2 separate regions of the Mus musculus genome follow, and region 1 is linked to region 2. A link is a contact called in public HiChIP or PLAC-seq data. All regions are on one chromosome and are shown on one strand. Each heading gives the region's core, a stretch centred on a gene start, on an enhancer-like site or on the middle of the called end of the contact. The rest is flanking DNA. Distances are from core to core; before and after follow the strand shown. Region 1 has its middle 68 kb from the start of Gm30459. Region 2 overlaps Slco3a1 (solute carrier organic anion transporter family, member 3a1).

Region 1 (3,421 bases), core at 262-2,761, 200 kb before region 2:
ATAGTACTACCAGAAGATCCAGCAATATCACTCCTGGGCATATACCCAGAAGATGATCCAACTGTTAAGAAGGACACATGCTCCACTATGTTCATAGCAGTCTTATTTATAATAGCCAGAAGCTGGAAAGAACCCAGATGTCCCTCAACAGAGGAATGGATACAGAAAATATGGTACATTTACACAATGGAGTACTATGCAGCTATTAAAACCAATTAATTTATGAAATTCTTAGACAAATGGGATGGATCTAGAGGATATCATCCTAAGTGAGGTAACCCAATCACAAAAGAACACACATGATATGCACTCACTGATAAGTGGATACCCAAGATACAATTTGCAAAACACATGAAACTCAAGAAGAAGGAAGTCCAAACTGTGGATACTTCGATCCTTCTTAGAAGGGGGAACAAAATACCCATGTAAGGAGTTACAGAGATAAAGTTTGGAGCAGAGACTGAAGGCATGACCATCCAGAGACTGCCCCACCTGGGGATCCATCCTATAAACAATCACCAAACTCAGACACTATTGCAGATGCCAACAAGAGCTTGCTGAAAGGAGCCTGATGTAGCTGTCTCCTGAGAGGCTCTGCCAGTGCCTGGCAAATACACAGTTATCCACTGGACAGAGCACAGGGTCCCCAGTGAAGGTGCTAGAGAAAGAACCCAAGGAGCTGAAGGGGTTTGCAGCCCCAAAGGAGAAACAACAATATGAACTAACCAGTACCCCCAGAACTCCCTGAGACTAAACCACCAATCAAAGAAATCACATGGTGGGACTCAGGGCTCCAGCTGCATAAGTAGCAGAAGATGGCCTAGTCATTCACCAATGGGAGGGGAGGCCCTTGGTCCTGTGAAAGTTCTATGCCCTAATATAGGGGAATGCCAGGGCCAGGAAGCAAAAGTGGGTGGGTTGGTGAGCAGGGGGACGGGGGAGGGGATAGGAAATATTCGGAGGGGAAACTAGGAAAGGGGATAACATTTGAAATGTAATAAAAGAAAATAATAAAAAAGAACAAAAAGTTAAAAAATATATTTATTTATTTTATTAATATGTGTGTGCCTGAGTATGTATATTTATATGTGTGTGTGTGTGTGTGTGTGCATGAGTGTGTGTGTGTGTGTGTGTGTGTGTGTGTGTGTGTGTATGTATGCATACTTGCCCTATATATGTAAGTGCCCTGAGTCTAGAAGAGAGCATTAGATCCTCTGAAACTCTAGTTATCACGCAGTTACATGATGTGGGTCCTGGAACTGAACCTGGGTCCACTATAAGAGCAGTAGATGCTCTTAACTGCTGAGCTGTCTCTGCAGCCCTCACCATTTCTTTCTTCATCCACCTTGATCCCCAAAGCACCTAAGCTTAGGATTGAGGAGTGGCTTCCTAGCATAATTTTCCATCACACTGTTCATTTTCAACCCTCCATTTGGCTCTAACACTGCCATTTGATTCTCTATATTAATCTCTCTGCCTGATCTGTAGCTTGGTTTCTTTTTCTTCCTGTTTGAGCTTGAAGAGAGTCATGGTCTCCTTCTGTCATAGACCCACAAATGACCTTGAAATGTTCAGCTCTCACCTAAACATCCATTGTTTCTGTCTGCTCCCCACACCACATTAGACATCAGCAAGTTATTTCTCCCATTATCAGTGAATGAGATCTCCTTCCCCTCCCTGTCCCTTGTCCCTTTCCCTCTCCCCCTCCCCCTCCCCCTTCCTCTCTTTCTTTCTCTTTCATTTTTTCACACAGCTCAGCCTCTGCACCTCGATAATCTTCCTCATCTTGAGGTTTCCCTTTTGCTTAAATTCATTATTCTGACAGTGTCTGTGCTCTTTTTCTAATCACTGTTGGCCGCACAGCTCCGATTTAAGAAGAGGGTCCACACTGATTGTTTCTGTCTGAGTTAGGGCCATGACTGCTGCCATCACGTTTTATAGGAACAGAAAATTTGGTCTCTAAGAAAGTGTACGCATACAATGCATCTTGCAAAGGGCAAACGTGCTAAGACAAGGCACCATTTAAGAACACAATTGGTGCTTTGGTAGGTGTTGTATGCAGCCCATTCTCTGGAGTTAATTAGCTCTTTATCTTCCTGGACTGACTATATTTCAGGTTCACCCAGTCTATATTTTTCTCAACCTTTGTTCCAGTTGTTCATTGCTTTGCTCTGTGTTATTTCATTGCTCCTGGCCAGTAATGTCAAGTCACAGAGTAAACTAGAAGAAAAAAACGATGGTGATTAGGATGGTTGCTATGGTAGCTTCCACTATTTTTGGAGCCTTCGAAGTATACAGTAGACCCTTTTCTAGTTTCTTTATATGTATTAATATGGAAGCTTCCCAGAAAAACCCAATGATAGGAGCATAGCTGGTATTCCAATATTACACTATAACAGAAGTACTGTGTTTAAATAGCTTATCCAAGTTGTACTGCTAAAGGGAAGTTGGATGTGAAAGAGGGGCACAAAGTTCCAAAAGAATTCACAGGTTTACGTGCATGAGATTGCTCTTGTCATATCAGAGGTCACAGCTCATACTGCAGCCTGTATCGGTGAGAGCAGATCCTAGCAAGAGTGACTGTGTCGAGTCTGGAGAGCAGCTGAAGAGATGGGAGAAAGTATAAAAGTCAAAAGGAACCAACTTTGTAGAGGAGAGAAAATATAACTGACGGTCAGCCAGGTGGGAACAACTGTTCTATACCTTGTCCCAAGAGGTAAAAGACTGGTCAGGATTGTCATAATTGTCATAATTTCCAATTGTGGTTTTATGACCTGTTATTTCTTCCTGTTTTCACAGAGCTCTCAGACTGGCAAGTGGCGACTGCAAGGCAAAGGAACAGACGCTCACAGTGAACTATGGAAGTGCATGTTGGTGCTAAATCATCCTAAACATTGTTCACAGCCTTGAGAGTCACAGAGTGAATGAGGGCTTCGGCAAGAGGGCTTGTTGTTACTTTTCTGCCATTTCAAATACTTAAAAGCCTGTCAGTAATAGGTTTCGAAAAGTGCGTATAAATAGTGGCCATTCTTAAATTGTCCCCCAATGTGGTTGTTCCAATAAAAAGGAGCACCATAGGCTTATAGGGAGTAGCTGTATTAGAAGGTGTGGCCTTGTTAGAGCAAGTCTGTTACTAGAGGTTGCCTTTGAATCCAAACCCAGGGTTTCTCTTTCTGCTGCCTGATGATTCATATGCAGAGCTCGAGGCTCCTTCTCTAGCATCACATCTGCCTGCATGCTGTTATGTTTTCCGCCATGGTGACTATGGACTAAACCTCTGAACTGCCTAAGTCAGCATTAGTTAACTGTCTTCTATAAGAATGCCCATGGCCATGGTGTCTCCTCCCAGCAATAAAATCCTAATTAAGACCCAACAAAGGTCCAGATGGTGAGTCCTACTCATCTCCAAACACCAGTTCAT
Region 2 (3,269 bases), core at 301-2,800:
TACAGGCCTATTATCTTTCCTTAACTGTAGCACAAGTATTGTTCTCAAATAAAAGACTATTTAAGATCTCCTTCCATAACAGGTGTGTTTTTTCATCTAGTTTACTTCTATTCTATTTGCTTTTTCTAAGAACAACATTGACTTTCTTTGTGTTCTTTTCACCCCTCAAAAGCATTCTGTAAGAAGAGATGGTATGAAGGGTTTTCTGTGTAGAAAGCAATGCTGTTTGGTGGTATTGTCTCTGTGACTTGGGTTAACCATCCTCCATTGCTAACGAGTATTGGAAGAATAGTATAGACACTTGCTGGAGTCTGTCTGTCCAGCATCTCGTTTTCATACTGAAGAATAGCCTTCCTATATCAGGTGGTTTTTGTGAGCTACAGGAATGGCCATATGGTCTAGGGATAGCCAATTATGACATAGAGAAAAGCCATGGTCTACAGTGATTGGCCCAATGAGTAGGTCAATCAGAAACTACTCTGGATTCAGACAAACACCAGTCACCTTCTTTCTAGAACATTCTGGGTAAGAACCCAGAATGCACAAGGAGTCCGATGTCCATCTTGGCTGCCACACACAGAGGAAATGACTACAGTGACAGAGAGAGTCAACCTGGAGAATCAGAGGGCAGGAGGCTGTTCCAGGCTGTGCTTGAAGCTGGTGTCCAACCCTCGAAATCCTGCTTATTTGGTTATGTAAATTATCCTTCTCAGCACTTGCAGTTATAGGCAAGATCCCACCTCTTTTAGACCCAAACACTTTTATGTCATGTAGGACTTGGGTTGCATTGCTTCCCTCTTGAGAGTCAACCAGACACCTTGAAAGATGAATATAATGGTTAGTTTTATTAATGCTGTGACCATAGGCCAGAGAAAACCAACTTACAGGAGGAAGGTTGTCTCTTGGCTCAGAGATTTTAGTTTATGGTCTTTGGCTCTAGGTTCTGGCTCATGATGAATCAGGACATTATGGCATAGAAAGAGGGGGCTCTTTACACCAAAGAGGGCAAGGAACAGAGAATGCAACAAGAACTGGAAAACAGGCTTAGCCTTCAGCTGCCCCAGTGATCTTGTTGGTCCAACTCAGCCTTACCTTCTAAGGTTCAGGACTTCCCCTTGTCAAGTGTCATCTACTAGGGACTACATCCTGTGGGTGAGACTAGGCATGGTACTTTATATTCAAACCTTAACTAGCGCTGAACTCCTGGGATGTGGTTGGCCTCTGAAGGAAGTGCTGGCTTTTTCACAGCACCAAGATATGCATCATCATACTCTGCAGAGCTCCTGACTCAACACATAAAAGAACAAGTGCGAGGCTGAAGGTTTTGGCTTAGTGCTTGCTTTTATCATTTCATAGTCATTTAAGTTGCAGGTTAGGGACCAGAGGTCAAGAGGGATGCCCCACCCCTTGTCTCTATCCCTCCAAACTCAAGCATGCAAAAATAACCCATTGTCAGGCTTTTGACAAGAGCAGTATGTGTTTAATAGCAAATCACTTCTGTAGGCAGAGAGCGGTGAGTACATACAGCTTAGTCAATGGCCCCGTTTATTGAATGGGAAACATAACCAACCCTGTTCTCTTTAATGCTTGCAGTTGCCAAAGCTGCCTTAACTCCCTCTAATGACTTCATATTGTCAGAAATGAATCAGCTAAATGAATATCTTCCATCCAGCTCAGCGATGCCATTTCACTTCTGCCAAGTGGTATGTGTATATGAATGCGGTCGGTGTGTGTGTGTGTGTGTGTGTGTGTGTGTGTGTGTGTGAGAGAGAGAGAGAGAGAGAGAGAGAGAGAGAGAGAGAGAGCACTTGCGCCGGCAAGCTTATTTTAGTCCACACCACAGATGCAGTCTGCAGATATCAAAGTCTTAGTTAGTTAATGGACACTCATAAAAACTTAAGTATCATCTTTATAGTTGGAATCCTGCAATTTGCCTTACAAATGCCAGGACTCAATGAGGTTACTTTACAGGGCTTCTTCAAGCTGAAGGTTCTGTGATGTGCTTAGTGTAGCTAGGGTGATTCTTGCCCTTCTAAATTTATATAGAGACTGAGATGTATGTATGCTCTTTAAAGCAAAACTAATACCTGCATCTTAGCTAGGCTTATGACCCCCAAATGATTAAAGTCCCAAAATGTGCTTAGGTTGGGTTGACCTTGGTGTTAGACAATATGGAGTGGACTAGATATGTGCTGATTCTAGTATTAGAATACTTCTGTATTAGTCAGGGTTCTCTAGAATCACAGAACTTATGGATAGTCTCTAGATAGTAAAGGAATTTATTGATGACTTACAGTCGGCAGCCCAATTCCCAACAATGATTCAGTCGTAGCTGTGAATGGAAGTCCAAGGATCTAGCAGTTACTCAGTCTCACGCAGCAAGCAGGCGAAGGAGCAAGAACACAATCTAGATATGACTAGATTGTGCTGAGATGGGCTGACTATTACTCAGTTTGGGGGTCTCAATTTGAACGGCTCCCTGGAGAGTTGCTGTCCTAACAACTTAGGTGAAATGGATGGGAAATCAGAATGTGTTCCCAGTGGACTTGGTGACACCTGTCTGCTCTCTTCCTGTGCCCCCCTCATCTCACCACTTCTTGCAAGAAATTCTTGTAGAGCTGAAATTTTCCATCCCTTCTTTTAGCCTAGCTATGGATATTTTGGGTAATATTCAGCAATTCTCTGTGCTGGTTTGAACTAGTACACAGATAAGATCAAAACTCTGTTAATGCTGTTTTAAGGGGAAAACATTTTAAAAATGCATTGGAATCATTAATAGAATTTGAACTCTGGGAGTCAAAAGTTTCCATGTGTTCTTACTAAAAGATATTCTCTTGAGACTTTGCAAATCAAAGACCGAGTCATGAGGGACCCAAGTAGTCATCTGGGGAAACAATTGAACTGGACTGACATTTTGGCAAAATTTTAGTGAGAATAGTTGCTCCATTCAAGAAAATTCCTCTGCAGATAAAAATGGTTTTATACCATAGTATCCTATTTCAGAAGTCTCTCTGTGTGTGTGTGTGTGTGTGTGTGTATGTGTGTGTGTGTGTGTGTGTGTGTGTGTGTGTGTGTGTGTGTGTGTGTAAGAGAGAGAAGGAGAGAGACAGAGACAGAGACAGAAAAAATATATGTGTGAGTTTGGTTCTTTCTGGCTTATCTCCAAAGAGAGCTGCCAATCCATCTCTCTGATGCTCTGAGAATACAATATGCATGGCTGTGGTTTCTCCCTGCTTCCCTTTCTAGACAAGACTTCGCTTCCCTATGAA

What was found. HiChIP or PLAC-seq counts read pairs in DNA pulled down with a chosen protein or histone mark.
Region 1: a contact with region 2 is called in a CTCF HiChIP or PLAC-seq map of CD8 T cells, with 13 read pairs. The contact joins two enhancer-like sites. A contact is called at or near these places in 1 of 15 datasets of contacts at CTCF or cohesin (CD8 T cells), 3 of 484 Hi-C or Micro-C datasets (Th1 cells, conventional dendritic cells and macrophages), 4 of 115 datasets of contacts at active chromatin or transcription factors (CD8 T cells, effector CD8 T cells, memory CD8 T cells and 1 more) and 1 of 9 other capture datasets (adipose tissue).

What each region holds. Positions count from the first base shown.
Region 1 is chr7:74,696,256-74,699,676 of GRCm38.p6, reverse strand. No RefSeq gene overlaps it. Among named protein-coding and RNA genes, the nearest start is that of Gm30459, 68 kb to the left of the region's middle. Within about 2 kb of position 1,511, at least 26 of the 459 cell types and tissues checked have an H3K27ac peak or open chromatin away from gene starts, as enhancers often do. A contact at or near this core is called in CD8 T cells, Th1 cells, effector CD8 T cells and 2 more, where this site is marked.
Region 2 is chr7:74,493,617-74,496,885 of GRCm38.p6, reverse strand. The region is part of intron 2 of Slco3a1 (solute carrier organic anion transporter family, member 3a1); the gene reads left to right. Among named protein-coding and RNA genes, the nearest start is that of Slco3a1, 60 kb to the left of the region's middle. Within about 2 kb of position 1,550, at least 38 of the 459 cell types and tissues checked have an H3K27ac peak or open chromatin away from gene starts, as enhancers often do. A contact at or near this core is called in CD8 T cells, Th1 cells, effector CD8 T cells and 2 more, where this site is marked.